3 separate regions of the Sus scrofa genome follow, and regions 1 and 3 are each linked to region 2. A link is a contact called in public HiChIP or PLAC-seq data. All regions are on one chromosome and are shown on one strand. The core of a region is the stretch at or near the end of the contact, and the rest is flanking DNA. Distances in the headings are between cores, read along the strand shown.

The links. HiChIP or PLAC-seq counts read pairs in DNA pulled down with a chosen protein or histone mark.
Region 1: an H3K27ac HiChIP or PLAC-seq map of alveolar macrophages shows a contact between it and region 2. The contact joins the promoter of INPPL1 here to the promoter of ANAPC15 in region 2. A contact is called at or near these places in 1 of 5 promoter capture datasets (liver), 7 of 47 Hi-C or Micro-C datasets (embryonic fibroblasts, epiblast stem cells, heart right ventricle and 3 more) and 2 of 2 datasets of contacts at active chromatin or transcription factors (alveolar macrophages and skeletal muscle).
Region 3: an H3K27ac HiChIP or PLAC-seq map of alveolar macrophages shows a contact between it and region 2. The contact joins the enhancer-like site here to the promoter of ANAPC15 in region 2. A contact is called at or near these places in 1 of 5 promoter capture datasets (fetal skeletal muscle), 12 of 47 Hi-C or Micro-C datasets (alveolar macrophages, embryonic fibroblasts, epiblast stem cells and 7 more) and 2 of 2 datasets of contacts at active chromatin or transcription factors (alveolar macrophages and skeletal muscle).

The regions. Positions count from the first base shown.
Region 1 is chr9:6,792,550-6,797,630 of Sscrofa11.1, forward strand. It overlaps INPPL1 (inositol polyphosphate phosphatase like 1), which reads left to right and starts at 1,422. Exons shown (of 32, transcript NM_001190279.1): 1 at 1,422-1,453; 2 at 1,456-1,617; 3 at 4,366-4,429; 4 at 4,742-4,892. The coding sequence starts at 1,422.
Region 2 is chr9:6,688,375-6,693,150 of Sscrofa11.1, forward strand. ANAPC15 (anaphase-promoting complex subunit 15) reads right to left here and starts at 1,539. Exons shown (of 5, transcript XM_013999278.2): 1 at 833-1,539. The coding sequence starts at 925.
Region 3 is chr9:6,609,381-6,614,469 of Sscrofa11.1, forward strand. NUMA1 (nuclear mitotic apparatus protein 1) reads right to left here. Exons shown (of 26, transcript XM_005653665.3): 4 at 1,800-1,879; 5 at 658-740; 6 at 37-117. Among named protein-coding and RNA genes, the nearest start is that of IL18BP, 25 kb to the left of the region's middle. Within about 2 kb of position 2,466, at least 30 of the 83 cell types and tissues checked have an H3K27ac peak or open chromatin away from gene starts, as enhancers often do. A contact at or near this core is called in alveolar macrophages, fetal skeletal muscle, liver and 2 more, where this site is marked.

The sequences.
Region 1 (5,081 bases), core at 172-2,671, 100 kb after region 2:
AGCTGTCACCTTCGTTGCTCCTTAATTAATAATAAAAATAGCCGCCGTTTGAGAGCGCCCGCTGGATGCCAGGCCGCGTGCCGAGAGCTTTACAAGCACAGTCCCAAGGAGTCTGCCCTCATAACGTTACCCCCATTTTACGGAGCGGGAAGGCGACGCTCCCGGAGGCGCCGAGACTTAGCCGAGGTCAATGGGCCGATCCGCGGCTCTGGGATCTAGGCGCGGGGCCCAGCAAGGCGGGGCGCGGGTGCTGCCCCCAGCTCCGCGGAGAGCGGCGGGGGCGGAGCGGCGGGCGGGGCGGAAGGCGAGGGGGGTGCGGCGGCGGAGGATGGCCATCTTAAGTGGCCGCGGAGAGTCCAGGGCCGCTTCCCTGGGGAAGGGGGCAGCGGTACAGCGCAGGAGGTGGGGGTCCGGGCTGGGCGGCCGCGGCTCTGGGGAGAGGTCGGGAGCCCGGGGCGTTGAGGGAACTTTCTTCTAGATGGGCCAGGGGAAGCCTGGTCTCGGAGTGCTGAACCCCTCAAGGCCGGGGCCTGCGGGGATGGGGGATGGTGCCAGGGAACTTGGCCGAGAGGGGGAAGGGCCCTGGCCGGACTGAGAGGGGCTGCCGGGAGGGTGCATGGGGATTCGGACACTGGACCCCGTCTGGGGGTTCGTGGGGGATCCCCTCGCGGGATTTGGACCCAGTGTGGTTTGGAGGTTCAGGTCTAAGAAGGGGGCCGGATTTCCCCGGAGTTGGGGGTGATGGGGAGAGGAACGGGAGGAGGTTCATCATGAGATACTTTGCGGATTTTGGTAACTCGACCCTACGAGTCTGGGGGGGAGGGGACGAATGGAAAGGCTTTGGGTGAAATCAGACGTTTATGAGAGTTGGGGGTCGTATCTTTGCGACTATTGAAGGGAGGAGGATGGGGTCGGGATCCCGAAGTGTCAGGGCGCAGGATGGGGGACTGGGGCTTCGATGGGGTGGGGGCGGTGTGAGGGGCCGGATCTCCTCCGGGTGATGACGGCGGGGCAGGATCGTTGTGGGGTGCGGGAGGCTGGCTTGCCCTGGGGCTTAGGGGGTCCCGCGGGCGTGCGGAGGGCGACTCCTCGGGGGGTGGGGGCAGGGGCGGGCCGAGCGGCGGGGGCGGGGGCGGGCCGCCGGGCCCCGCGCTGCACGCCTGCCCCTCCCCCGCCGCCTCTGAACAAACTTTTCTTTCTCTTCAAGTTGAGGCCGGCGCTGCTGGCGGCGGCGGCGGCGGCGGCTGCGCGGCAAACCCGGCGTCCAGCGCGGCGGAGCGCGGAGCCGCGATCCCCGGCTCGATCCCGCCAGCGGATCCTCAGGCCCGGGCCCCGGGCCCGGCCCCAGCCTCGGCCCCGAGCGTCCTGGGGCGAATGGCGCGGGGCGGCGGGCGCGGGCGGCGCTGAGCCCTGCGCGGGCCATGGCCTCCGCGTGCGGGGCGCCGGGCCCGGGGGAGCGGGCCCGGGGGCCGCGCTGGGCAGCCCGGCCCCCGCCTGGTACCACCGCGACCTGAGCCGGGCCGCCGCCGAGGAGCTGCTGGCCCGGGCAGGCCGCGATGGCAGCTTCCTGGTCCGAGACAGCGAGAGCGTGGCAGGAGCCTTCGCGCTCTGCGTCCTGTGAGTGGGGCCGCCGGCGGGCGGGCGGGCGCGGGCACGGCCTGGGCTTCGTGGGGTGGTGTGGGGCGGGCCCGGGACCGTGGGCCGCCAGCACCCTCCAGAGCGGGGGCCTGGCCTTCTGCTGGGCCCGAGGAAGGATGCAGGGATCGCTTCCTTCCTGCTGTGTGTCTGAGCGCACTTGCTGGGGCACGGAGGGCCGGCATGGGGGGTCCCGCTGCTCAGGGTGGCCGTTCTGGGGCAAATGCAGGGAGTCTCTGGACGACCCCCTCAGCCGCCCTCCAGGCACTGGTGCCGATGTGCTTTCCACGGTTCTGTGCACTTTACTTTGTATAGGGGTTGGACGTCTGAGTGGCAGTCAGGGCCCCATGAACCCCGGGGGTGTGGAGTTGCCCAGCAGCTTCCTTAGGGGGCCTTTCTGTGCCCGCAGGACTGAGGCTGGGCTTGCTTGGCTGTCTCATCTGGGGCTGGGGGGCAGGGTGGTGTTGACAAGAAGGGGGGGAGCTGTGTCTGCGGAGTCACTGTTTTATGAATCAGTGAGTGAGTGTGCCCGGGGCTGGCTCTGGGATCCGCTGCCCTGTCCCTGAGCTATGGGTGCCCAGCGAGGGGCTAGGCTTGGCCCGCTCTCTGAGTGGGCCTGGTTTTGTGTTTGTGCGGCAGCGGTGCTGGGTGAGTTTGTGCATTTTCAGTTTTGGACTGTTCTGCCTGAGCTGCCCTCTTGGGCCTCGAGATGTGGCACTGGGAGGGCTCGGGTAGGCTCCGGAGTGGAAGCAGGTGAGTGGGAAGCTGTGGGGCTGCTTTGTTTAGATCCAGTTATGGTTCTTCTTAGGCCGGTGAGCCTTCCCAAGTCCCCACTCCTGTGGCCTTTCCCCCTCTGTTCTCACATCTTTGGGGGTGCCCTGGCCTGGGCCAGCGGTTCTCACTTGGGGTTGAGTTTCCTCCTCAGAGGATATCTGGTCACGTCTGGAGACACTTTGGGTTGTCACACCTGGGACTGTGCTGCTGGCTTCTCTTGGGTAGAAGCCAGGAGCGCTGCTAAACCTCCGATCACACACAGGACAGCCCCTCACGACAAAGGATCACGTGCTCCAAAGTGTCAGTGGGGCTGAGGTTGAGAAACCCTGGCCTGGGCGGTGGACCTGAAGAAGAAGGAGTCCCCTGAGTCTCAGCTTATGTCCCATGTCTGAGGCCCAACAGGGAAGACCGAACAGGGACAGCTTATTAGGCAGATGAATATCCAGAGTCCTGCATCCCAGCCGCCCCGTGGCACACCCCCTAATTGGGGGGGGGAGGCAGGTGCTGGGTCAGCTGTTGAGTGGGAGGGGACAGCTGGGCCTGTGTCGGGATGAGCAGCATTATTGTCCCAGGAGGGGAAGATCTTGGCTCCGCTGCCCGGAGAGGGGATGGGTGGGGTGGGGTCTGTCCTTTTGGGCTTTGGCTTTCCTTGCTGAGTCCGGTTACGCCTCGCATCGCAGGAGCCTGGGGTGGGTGATCAGAACCAAACTTGCTTACCTGTATGTAACACCCACATGTACAGAGAACCTTCAGGAACAGCCCTGTCCCAGCAGGCACCGACAGGCCAAGCAGCAGGCCAGGATTCAGGCCCCGGCCTCTGTCCCGACCTTGAATCCCAGCTCTGCCTTTAACTTGCTCTGTGATCTTAAGCAAATATCTTTTCATCTCTGAGCCTCAGTTTTTTCTTCTGGAGAATGGGAATAATAATAACCTCTGCCTTAACACGTAAGGATTAAATGAGATCCCATCTGTAGGATGCTGAGTACTTGGCTTGTCACAGAGACAGCTCAGTTAATGGGCTGCTGTTACTGTTGGAAACACAGACCCACAGTCCACAAACCAACACACATAGTCACACACAGACGCCCACACAGCTTGTGCCCATTTGGCGTCAGGAGAGCCTCTGAGCGGGGCTTACCTGAGGGGAGAGGACTCTGGGCATCTCAGAGTGGCATCTGGGCCCTCTGGTGCCAGTACTGCCCCCTGCCAGCACACACGGGCCCAGGGCACCGTGGAGCACGCCTGCCCTGAGGTGCGGCTGCACAAGGATCCTCCACCCGCACAGGGTGCAGCCGGTACCACCCAGGCCGGGCTCAGCTGTCACCTGCTCAGCTGTTGGTGCCATCTGTCAGCACCTCTCTTGCCCCTCCTTAGCTTGGGGCTCCTAGAGGCCCAGGAATCCTGCAGAGGGTCGCCCCTGCTTCCTGGTATCTGGGGAAGCGGGGAGAAGGCCTCGGTGATGGCCACACACCCGGCAGCAAAACTGCCCAACAGGCCAGCTGCAGCCAAGCCAGACACCAACATACACACAGGCGGCAGGCGCACACGTGGGCTGGCACGTCACACCTGCACACGGACGGGCTACCCAGGCGTCTGAGGACTCTTACTCTGGCGGGGGGCCCAGACTGGTACAGCAGCCCAGAGGGGCTGTTTAGACAGCTGTAGAAGCCACAAAAGAGCTGCCTGTTGCCTCCCGGGCCCTGCGGTGTGTGGGGAGCCTATGTAGGTCTGGGTTGCGGAGGGCGGGGGGGTTCTGGACAGTTCTGCTTTGCTTGGCACCAGCAGGAGAGGGTAGACCGGCCCCATCATTAACCCTGTGCAGCCTGGGCAAACGGTTTTAGGGAAACCATGCTGCAGGGGCTGGGAGCTGAGCCTGTTGGTAGGAAGGGGGGGTGCCTTGGCACTCAGACCCCAGCCTGGGGGGTGACAGATTCTGCTCCCCTGCTTTGCCATCAGGTATCAGAAGCACGTGCACACGTATCGGATTCTACCTGATGGAGAAGACTTCCTGGCTGTGCAGGTAGGAGCTCGGACTCTGACCCTTGTTTTTTTTTTTTTTTTTTTGCTTTTTACGGAAGTTCCAGGCTAGGGGTCGAATCGAGGCTGCAGCTGCTGGTCTGCACCACAGCCACAGCAACGAGAGATCAGAGCCATGTCTGGGACCTACACCATAGCTCACGGCAATGCCAGATCCTTAACCCACTAAGTGAGGCCGGGGATTGAACCCGAGTCCTGCTGAGCCATGACGGGAGCTCCCTGACTCTTGATCTTGATGGCAGCGCAGGGTCTGGGACTGGCTGGTTGACCCCTCTCCCACCCTTGCTGCCTGCAGACCTCGCAGGGCGTGCCTGTGCGCCGCTTCCAGACCCTGGGGGAGCTCATCGGCCTGTACGCCCAACCCAACCAGGGCCTGGTGTGCGCCCTGCTGCTGCCTGTGGAGCGGGAGCGGGAGCTGGACCCTCCGGATGAGCGGGACGCCTCAGGTGCAGCCCAGCGCACCGTGTGCCCAGCCGTCTCTTGCCCCATCCCTGGTGTCACCTGTGGCTTCCCACCCGCCTCTCAGCCTGCCTCCCCCAAAGGTCCCTGCTGTTGACCGTGGTGCCCGGGCTCTTGCCCACCTTCCCCGGCCACGCTAACTACCCCTGTACTTCTCTGAGGGCGAGAGGCTCACA
Region 2 (4,776 bases), core at 289-2,788:
GTGGTATAGCTCAGCAAGACATTCTAAATGCCTGAGTAATGGATAAATAAGTAGGTGGAAGATCAAACGGATAAACTAGCATCTGAGCGAGAGAACAAGTAAATTCAGCTCAGATTAAGCAGCTGGGAGGGCTGACCAGGAAGGTCCCAGAGAATCTGAATTAGAACCTTTCAGCTCACAGGAAAACTTAGGCCCAGTGACAGGCCAACAACCAGCTTTAGGTCCCAGTGATTTGGGGCATAGAACTTTTTGGGGAGATCCAGGCCGGACACTAGACATGACCAGGAGAAAAGGACCTACGTCTAATTCTGCTTTTGCCCTAAGTTATTTGACTGATCCGGGGCCAGCCGCTGCCCCTCCGTGGACCTCGGCTGCCCGGCCCCTTTAACACGGCCCACGGAACCCACGCTCCCGTTCCTCAGGTACCAAAGGGCCAGAGAGCTCGGCTCCTTAAACCCAAACCCTCGCCGCCAAACTACCAGCCATTCTTTGTTTGTTATGATAATAACCGCGGAGTTGACCAACAGGGAGAAGACAGGGGCGGGATTCGACCAGGTATTTGCACCTATAGGGTTAATCACTAAATTGAAGAAACCCCGTGACCTGGAAGAACTGTTGAGTGACAGGAAGTGACACCAATGAGTGGCGGATCGGTGTGACGGGGTGGGGCTTAACCGCGAGAAAGCGGCCAATGAGCTGGAGCTCTTTAATGTTAACGGGAGTGTGAACAGCGAGCTCCTGAGGAGGTGGGTGCGGTGAACAGAGTTTCTCTGGAGGAGGGAGGAAAGAAGGGGTAAGGAGACAGCAGCCGCAGCCTTCCTTCTGTACTTACCGCGCCGGGAGGCGGCAGCCGGCGGCAACCCGGAAGCACTTCTCTTTGCCAGAGCGGAAGAACCCGCCAGAACTCGGGACACACCGCACGCATGCGTCTTTGGTCTTCTTTTGTTTTCTCTCTCCCGCCCACCAGACGGGAAGTGACGCTCACACGTTAGTCACGTGTTGGGCCGACCTTTGGCGAGCCGCTGCATGGCCCCGCCTTCAGCCTCAGCCAATCGGCTTCTTCGTCTCGGCCCCGCCCCGTCTGGCTTCAGGCGGTATTTGCAATGCAAAACTTCATGAAAAACAGCTGGCGGCCTCCAGCGTTAGGAATGGCACATTTTCCGGCTGCGTCCCAAGAAATTTAGTCCGCTTCTACCCCGGAGTCGCTAAGTGGTTTTATCCCCCACCTGTCTAGCTGCTCTCGCCCTCAGTTTCCTGTTGGGCGCATACATTCATACACGTATGCCTTCACCAGAAATACTTGAGTCCCTATTATATTCAATATTCCAGGCCCTCCTGGAAGCTGGAGATAAATCTAGGAACATGGTCTCTTCCCTCAAAGACCTCTGCAGTTAGTCTGTAGTCTGCAGCCCTGTAGTGGACTCACCATTCCCTTAAGATTGCCTGTCCAAGGAGTTCCCATTATGGCTCAGTGGAAGTGAACCCAGCTAGTATCCATGAGGATTCGCGTTGGATCCCTGCCCTCGCTCAGTGGGTGAAGGATCTGGTGTTACTGTGAGCTGTGGTGAGCTGGGATCCTGCATTGCTGTGGCTGTGCTGTAGGCTGGCATTGGTAGCTCCCATCTTACCCCTAGCCTGGGAACTTTGCTCTGCATCAGTGGCCCTAAAAAGCAAAAACAAAAGATTGCCTGTCCAGTTCTGCATTGGAGATTTTGTAAGGGACTGAGTGATTACTCAATCTTAGGGTCAGCATTCTGCTACTGAGACATTCAGCTGCCCTCTCCAGGCCTGGGCCAAATATGTTTAGTGGTCAGCCCTGGCACATCACTCCCACCTTCTGTTCTGTAGAGACTTCTGACTCAGCTTCCCAGTGAGCATGCCCTTCAGACCTGCTGATGCCTTCAAGCAGCAAAGTCCTTCAAATCTAACCCTTGTTAAATTCCATCACCCCCAAGACTCTGTCTCTTTTTTTTTTTTGCCTTTTGTCTTTTTAGGGCCACACCCACGGCATATGGAGCTTCCCAGGCTAGGGGTCTAATCGGAGCTGTAGCCACCGGCCTACGCCAGAGCCACAGTAACGCCAGATCCAAGCCGCTTCTGCGACCTACACTACAGTTCATGGCAACGCCAGATCCTTAACCCACTGAGCGAGGTCAGGGATCAAACCCGCAACCTTATGGTTCCTAGTCGGATTCGTTTCCGCTGCGCCACGACGGGAACTCCCAGAGTCTTTCCAGTTCCACAGTTCCACTCTTCCCCCAACCTGCTGGGTGACCCTTCATAAGCTCTGTCGCCTTATCAGGACTCAGTTTCCTCTTCAACCAGCGTCATCATCTCTGCCCAGCCTTCAGACTAATGTGAAGATTTGAGATAACACGTGTTAAGAGGTAGTGTACTGTGCATGTCAGCTGTCACTGTTGCTGAGCAGCTCTGGTTGTTACAGCTTTTTCATTAAGAGTAAAACTTGCCTGTTGCAAGTGTCCACAATTTCATTCATTCATTTCATTCATTCAACCCATACCTGCTGAATACCTTACTGTATGCCTGCCGCTACTCTAATAAAGTGTACACAATAGTGAACAAAACAAACCAAAAAACTCCTCACAGTACTTCCATTTCAATGAGAGAGAGAGAAGACAGGAAATTAAAATATATAGTTTTAAGACGGCAGTAAATACTAAGGAGGAAAAGAATCAGGGAAGTGGGAATAAAATATTGGCAGGAAAGATGTTTTATTTTATTTTGGGGGGGGCCAAGGAAGACCTTACTGGGAAGGTGACTTTGAGTAAAAGATTGGAAGAAAAAAAGAGGGGCACTGTTCTGATACTCTGGGAAGAGCCTCAGAAAACAGCAAGTGCAAAAGGCCTAGAATGGCTAGACCATAGCGTTCTACGGGGAGAGTGGGAAAAGAAGGGGGCAGAGACAGGAGCCAGACAGGTTTGCAGATCAAAATAAGGACCTTGGCCTTTACCCGATGTCGAGGATCTTGTGAAGGGTGGTGGTGTTTGTTTGTTTGTTTTTTAGAGCCACACCTGAGGCATATGGAGGTTCCCAGGGTACAGGTTGAATCAGAGCTGTGGCTGCTGGCCTACACCACAGCCACAGCCACATCAGATCCTACACTGCAGCTTGCAGCAATGCCGGATCCTTAACCCGCTGTGCGAGGCCAGGGATCAAACCCTTTGTCCTCATGGATGCTAGTCGACTCATCAGGTTCTTTCTTTCTTTCTTTTTTTTTTTTTTTTTTTTTTTAAGGGCCATACCTGTGGCATATGGAGGTCTCCAGGCTAGGGGTCAGATCAGAGCTACAGCTGCCGGCCTGTGCCACAGCCACAGCCATGCCAGATCCAAGCCGAATCTGTGACCTACACCACAGCTCACAGCAACGCCAGATCCTTAACCCACTGAGCGAGGCCAGGGATCGAACCTGCAACCTCATGGTTCCCAGTCAGATTCGTTTCCACTCTGCCACCACGACGGGAACTCCCTAGCTGGGTTCTTAACCTGCTGAGCCACAGTGGGAACGCCCTGTGAAGGGTTCTGAGCAGAGGAGCCACACAATCTGATTTACATTTTAGCAGAGTTACTCTGGCAGTTTTATGAAGAAAACTTGAGCGGGGACAGCGGTGGGAGCAGGGAGATCAGTTGGAAAGACAGAGGAGGTGCTGGTTCAGTGGGTGGGTGAGTTTGCGAATTCCGTGAGAGTAAGGATGTTGGGAACAGAAAGGCATATAGGTCTGAAGGTCAAGGGAGAGATCAAGCCTGGAAATGCTGATGCGGGAGTCAGCATACAGTGTTTAAAGCCATGAGACTGGATGAGACACCAGAGGAGTGAGCATCGAAGGAAAGCCATTTCCTTCAACAATCAGAATTTGGAGCTCCCATCATGGCTCACCAAAAACAAACTCGACGAGCATCCATGAGGACATGGGTTCGATCCCTGGCCTCGCTCGGTGGGTTAAGGATCTGGCATTGCTGTGGCTGTGGTGTAGGCCGGCAGCTCCCGCTCTGATTCACCTCCTAGCCTGGGACCTTCCATACGCCATGGGTGTGGCCCTCCAAAGACAAAAACCAAAAACAACCCCCCAAAAATCAGAGGAAACTAGGGAGAGGGGCAAACTAGACTGGGAAGGAGGACCAAAAAGATGAGCATGAACCCAGGTCAGCTGAGTTGTGTCCTGGAAGCCAAGTGTGGAAGCGGAATGGGGAGTTCTCTCGTGGGGCAGGGGTTAAGGATCTGGCATTGTTCATGCGGCGGCTCGGGTCACTGCTGTTGCCGTTTGGTCCTTGGCCCAGGAACCTCCCTAGGCCACCGGCGCAGCCCAAAAAGAAAGAAAGGGGGGGACTGTCACAGGGAAGAACCAGTCTGATTCATGTGAGATCTATTCCTTTTATCCTAACCTAACTTTAGCCTTGGGTCCTCTGTCACTTGTGCTTAATCACCCCGGTTCGACACCTTGTGCAAAGGAATGCTGCCTACAGCCTGAAATATGCATATTCCTAGGCTATGACCTTTAAGAGTATTACTTTTTTAGATAAAAGTTGCTGAACAGAGAATAACATTTGTTTTGCTGGATGTTTACAGAAACTGGTGCCTTGTCTGTGCAGAGAGCTACACAAGAACAAAGGATTGGATCCTAAGATATTTGCAACACTAACCACACCCCTCCCTCATCCTGCCTTTAAGGGCTTTGCTGGAGTTCCCGTCGTGGCGCAGTGGTTAACGAATCCGACTAGGAACCATGAGGTTGCGGGTTCGGTCCCTGCCCTTGCTCA
Region 3 (5,089 bases), core at 1,216-3,715, 78 kb before region 2:
TAGGCCTGCTGCAGGGGTGGAGGCCGGAGGGCGTACCTGGATCTTGTGTTCAAACTGGTCCCAGTCCCTCGGGCTTTGGGAGCTTATGGAGGAATGGTATAAGAGCAGCATGATCACCTAGAAGCCAAACAGGACACAGTCACTGAGCAGAGCTGCCTCTCTGTTCTAGGGACCTTTCCGAAGCTCCCAGAATTCAGCATCCCAGGCCACTGCCCTGAACTGCACCAGGAAACCCTTGATCAATGCTCACTGAGCAAAAAGCTGGGTGCCAGACTTCTTGCACAACTCAATTCCTGGACTCCCAGACCCCTGGGTATGAAGCTTAAGGCGTCATTACAGACCAGCACACAGAAGCAGAAAGGGGAATGAAACGGACTGGGCTAAAAAGAAAAATATGCTGTCAGTGGGTGAGGCTGATCTCTGCCAGGTCTCCACGTGCCATAATAGTGGCTGAGTAAGTCTCTCTGTCCCAAGGATGGGCTCCTAGGAGCCTTGGCTGCATCAGCTTCTGCCTCAGCGAGGTGGCTGCCTGGACTTGACTCCAGCCTCCACGAGGCCCAGAAACAAAGCCCCCACTTCTTCTGGGTTAAGAGGAGGCCCTGCAGGCCCCTCTGGTGCCACCCTCCCACCCCCGGCAGTCTGGTAGTCCACACGTACCTTGGCCAGTTCCAGCTCTGACCCCTCCATCACCTTCTGCACTGACACCAGGCATTCTGGAGAAGAGGGATGCTTCCGGTTTTCTGTAGTGACCACAGTGCAGAAAACAAGGTGAACTTCCTGGGGCCCATGTCTGAGACTATGAGAACCCCTCAGAGTCAGAGGAGCAGCCAAAGGGCTGTCTCTGGTGGGGCCGGGAGACACGGGGCTCCTTATTCCTAGGTCCTAGCACCCCCGACATACACATTTCCAGCTGCAGTGAGTTCTATGCTGGGTCAGTCCAAGGACTACAGGGACAGATGAAGGAGGAGGCTGGCTGGGCATTCACAGCAGCTCGGGGCCTGACACTGCACGCACCTACCCACGCGCCAGCTCCCACTCAGCACCAGAGGGGAGGAGTCCAGAGATTCCAGGTCACTCTAGAGTCTCACTCTAGAGATCACAGAGGAAGCCGCCTGCAGCTGCATCAGACTAGCGATGGGGACACTGCTGCCAGGGGGGGCTGGGCTCAATTACCAACACCCTGCTTTATCGAAATCCACTGTCACCTTTCTTCTACTTCTCTCGAGGTGGAGACAGCAGATGGCTCCGGTGTCAAAGATGAGGACTGTCACAGCTGGACAAGGGGAGCTCGGGGCTAGAAGCTCTACCCGTTAACCTAAGAGCAGCTATTACCATCTTCACTGAAAGGCAAGGAACCCATGTCCAAAAAGGTCACACAAGCAGTGGAGCAGAAGGGCCAAGACCGCCAACCTCCACCTGCCTGTTCCCCTTTTCCCACCACCCAGACAAGCCTTTCAACGCGCTCTGGGGTAAATGCTCTCCCTGCAGGGGAAGAGGGTAGCATGGATCCTTCTGTCTCCTTTGGGGGAGTTCGGGGGGCCCAAGGCGATGAGGCCCCAAGACCGACCCTCTGGCTCTACCTGGACCCCCGGACATGGGCCCCAGCCTGCAGGGACACTTCCCCGCCTGGTGCAGGCATCACCAGATGGGAAGCTGCCAGGCTGAACGCATCCCTGTGGCACAGAGCAGGCAGCCTCAAGCCTTGCTCCTCCAGACACTGGGCCCTGGTTCTCCTGGACTCCTGGTTTCCAGGAGCTGAGGCGGCAGTTCCATCCCAGCTGGACAAGAAAGGTGCTTACTCTGCAGAAAACTGCACACAAATTCCAGTCTCTCTGGCACCGGCTGCTGCAGGATTTGCTGTCCTCTGTCAGCGCCACGGCTGGAAAAGAGCAAGTAGGTGAGACAGAGCGCTCAGCACCCCTCCCGCCTTGCTAGTGCGTGACATGCTGCCCTCCCGTCCCTGCAGGCTGGATCTGTGCTGGGTCTGCGGGGGGCACCAGACCAGACGGTGGAGGCAGGCAGAAGATACCAAGATACCGTCCAGCCAAGAAGGAACCGTGCTGGGCGAGAAGCGGGGACCTGAGGCCTGAGGTCCTCCTGGAAAAGGTGGCACTCTCCCAGCCCCTCTAAAGATCAAAAAGCTCGGTGGGAAGGGGCTTGAGTGGGGATGGAAGCAGCACAGAGGACTGGGACGCTAGGCCAGAACGGCTCAAGTATAAAAGGACAGGAGGCCTGGGAAGGTGGCTGGAGCCGGAGCGAAGAGGACCCCGGGAAGGGAAAGGGGGTCCAAGCACAATGAGCAGGAAGGAGCGAGGCCCTCCAGGGACAGGGCAAAGGTCAACACACGCAAGGCTGAAGGCCCAGGTGGCAAAAGCCTCTGAGAGGCCAGGCCACGCAGCAGTCGCTCTTAATCTGTGGCCTCGCAGGGCTCGCCAGTTGACGTGGCAGGACGCCAAGTGCAGAGAGCAATGAGGGCGGGAAGCAGCAGGGGGAGCTCTCACAGCCCCGCCCCCGCCGCTCAGGCCAAGTGCAGTTTCATTTTCCTGGGCGATGACCTTCTCTCCAAGCTAGAAAGCTGACTTCTCTCTCTAGGCTACAGCTTAAGATCCTGATTAAAAGGCCCTCTGTTCCTCAGAAGCCCAAACTCCAGGCCTCAATCACCTTCCTAGAGGGGAAGGCAGGGCAGACTCTAGACTCCTCCAGAGCCAGACATCCTGCAAAGCACAAGAGGCACCCCAGCCAAGGCCTTCAGAGGCGTTCCCTCCGATCCCACGTGATTACAAAGGCTTGCTCCGGGTGAACCACCCCCACCACGCCCCCCACCCCCGCCGCCCAGGAAGCATTCTGGGCAGCTGGTCTGTGATTAGGGACTCCTACCAAGTCTCCTACAAGGAGACTCGTCTCCTCACAGACTCCTGAAAGAGCCATCTTCCCTACCCAACCTAACCAGGAACGCTGTGGATCCGTGCCTTGCAGAGAGCAGTGATTTATTTACCTCAAATAAAAACAAAGCGTTCTTGGGTTAAATGTTGGAGAAATACTGGGTTAACCCAAACCAAACATTTTCCAAAGAAGAAGATACAACATGCATTACTTCCTAAACTTATCTGACCACTAAACCCCCTACCCAAGCCCTTGGGATAAGTGTAGCTGCGTGGATGTTTTAGAAAATGGGGTCCCGGAGGAACCCAGCCCATCCTTCAGGCCTGCGCTGAGTCTCTGAGTGCTTTCATTCTCAGGAACTCCTATGACACCATGACACTCATGGGGTTCTTTTTAGGGCCACCCGCAGCACAGGGAAGCTCCCAGGCTAGGGGTCTAACTGGAGCTGCAGCATCAGCCTACACCACAGCCACAGCAATGCCAGATCTGAACCATGTCTGCAACCTACACTGCAGCTCATGGCCATGGCAACACCAGATCCTTAACCCACTGAGTAGGGTCAGGGCTCAAACCTGCAGCCTCACGGGTACTAGGCAGGTTAGTTTCTACTAGGCCACAATGGGACTCCCACAAGTGCATCATTTTAACAGACCACTTTGCATGAGCTGAAAGCTAGGAGTATAGCAGGTCCCAATTACACACAGACTGACTAACAAAGGATGCTGTTTACTGGGAAGAGAGGAGGTCAACATCAGTAAGACAAATGTCAGGGTCTCACATTTTCTGGAAAAAACACCCCCACTAAACTTTGCTATGCAAACCTCACAGGTATCAAAAAGACTGGGCAGAGAGTTCCCACTGTGGTGCAATGGGATCGGCAGTGTCTTGGGAGTGCTGGGACGCAGGTTTGATCCCCAGCCCAGCACAGTGGGTTAAGGATCCAGCATTGCCATAGCTGCAGTTTGAGTCTCGAATGTGGCTTGGATCTGATACCTGGCCAGGGAACTCACGAGTGGCAAAAAAAAAAAAAAAAAAAAAAAAGAGACAGGCTTTTAGTTTGTTTCAGCCTAGTCACACAGAAAAACAGAGGGTTTTCTCTCTGCTGAGTGTCCCCAGATAGAAGGCCAAGTGGCAAAGGTACAGCTCTTGATCAAGTCCCACAGCTTCTACCTACCACCCACCCTGCCACCCTCCACTGCCTTCCCCGCAGAACCGGGATCTGATTTTGCTTAGCCACAGGAAGAACACCAGAAATGAATCGGCCCTTACACATCCGCCAAGAAGGTCTGCTTTCCCAGAGGAAAGCGGTCTCGCTGTCCTGGATCTGAGGTGGACCTCAGCATTAACCCAGGGTTTCACCGGCCCTGCCCTCAGAACACCCCCTCCCCCGCCCCCACCCATCTCTTCCAGTCTACAGCTCAGGCGACACCTGTGAGAACTAGGAAGGTGGGTATCTTGAATTGCGGCCCTCCCGATGAAAATGTCCCACGGGGCTGTACCACAGGAGCTAAACACGGACAGGGCCTCACCCCTGAACATACCTACTGTTCATGTCATCAGCTCAAAGAAATGGATCTTCTCAAAAGCAAAAGCTCCTTGATCCATTCCTAAGTCCAAAGAAACCATGCTGCACCGTATTGCACATTACAAGGCATGTTGCATCTGGCTGCATCTCCTTTAGAGATGCTGAAATTAAACTGTAGGTCAGGTATTGCCAGCCTAATGCTTTCGCTGGCCATTGATGTTAGCTGCCTAGATGTACTTTTTTTTTTTTTTTTTTTTTTTTTTTTTGGTCTTTTTGTCCTTTATATGGCTGCTCCTTCGGTGTATAGAGGTTCCCAGGCTAGGGGTCTAATGGGAGCTACAGCTGCCAGACTATACCACAGCCACAGCAATGCGGGATCAGAGCCGCATCTGCAACCTACACCACAGCTCACAGCAGCCCCAGATCCTTAACCCACTGAGGGACGTCAGGGATGGAACCCAAGTCCTCATGGGTGCTGGTCGGGTTCGTTACTGCTTAGCCACGATGGGAACTCCCTGCTGTGCTTTCCTCCAAAAAGGGAGGGTCAGGGAGTTCCCTGGTGACCTAGCAGTTTAGGATTCAGCATTGTCACTGCTGTGGCTTGGGTTTGAACCTCAACCCGGAAATTTCCACATGCCACAGGCACAGCCAAAAAAGGTGGGGGGCGGAGGAGTTCGGGAG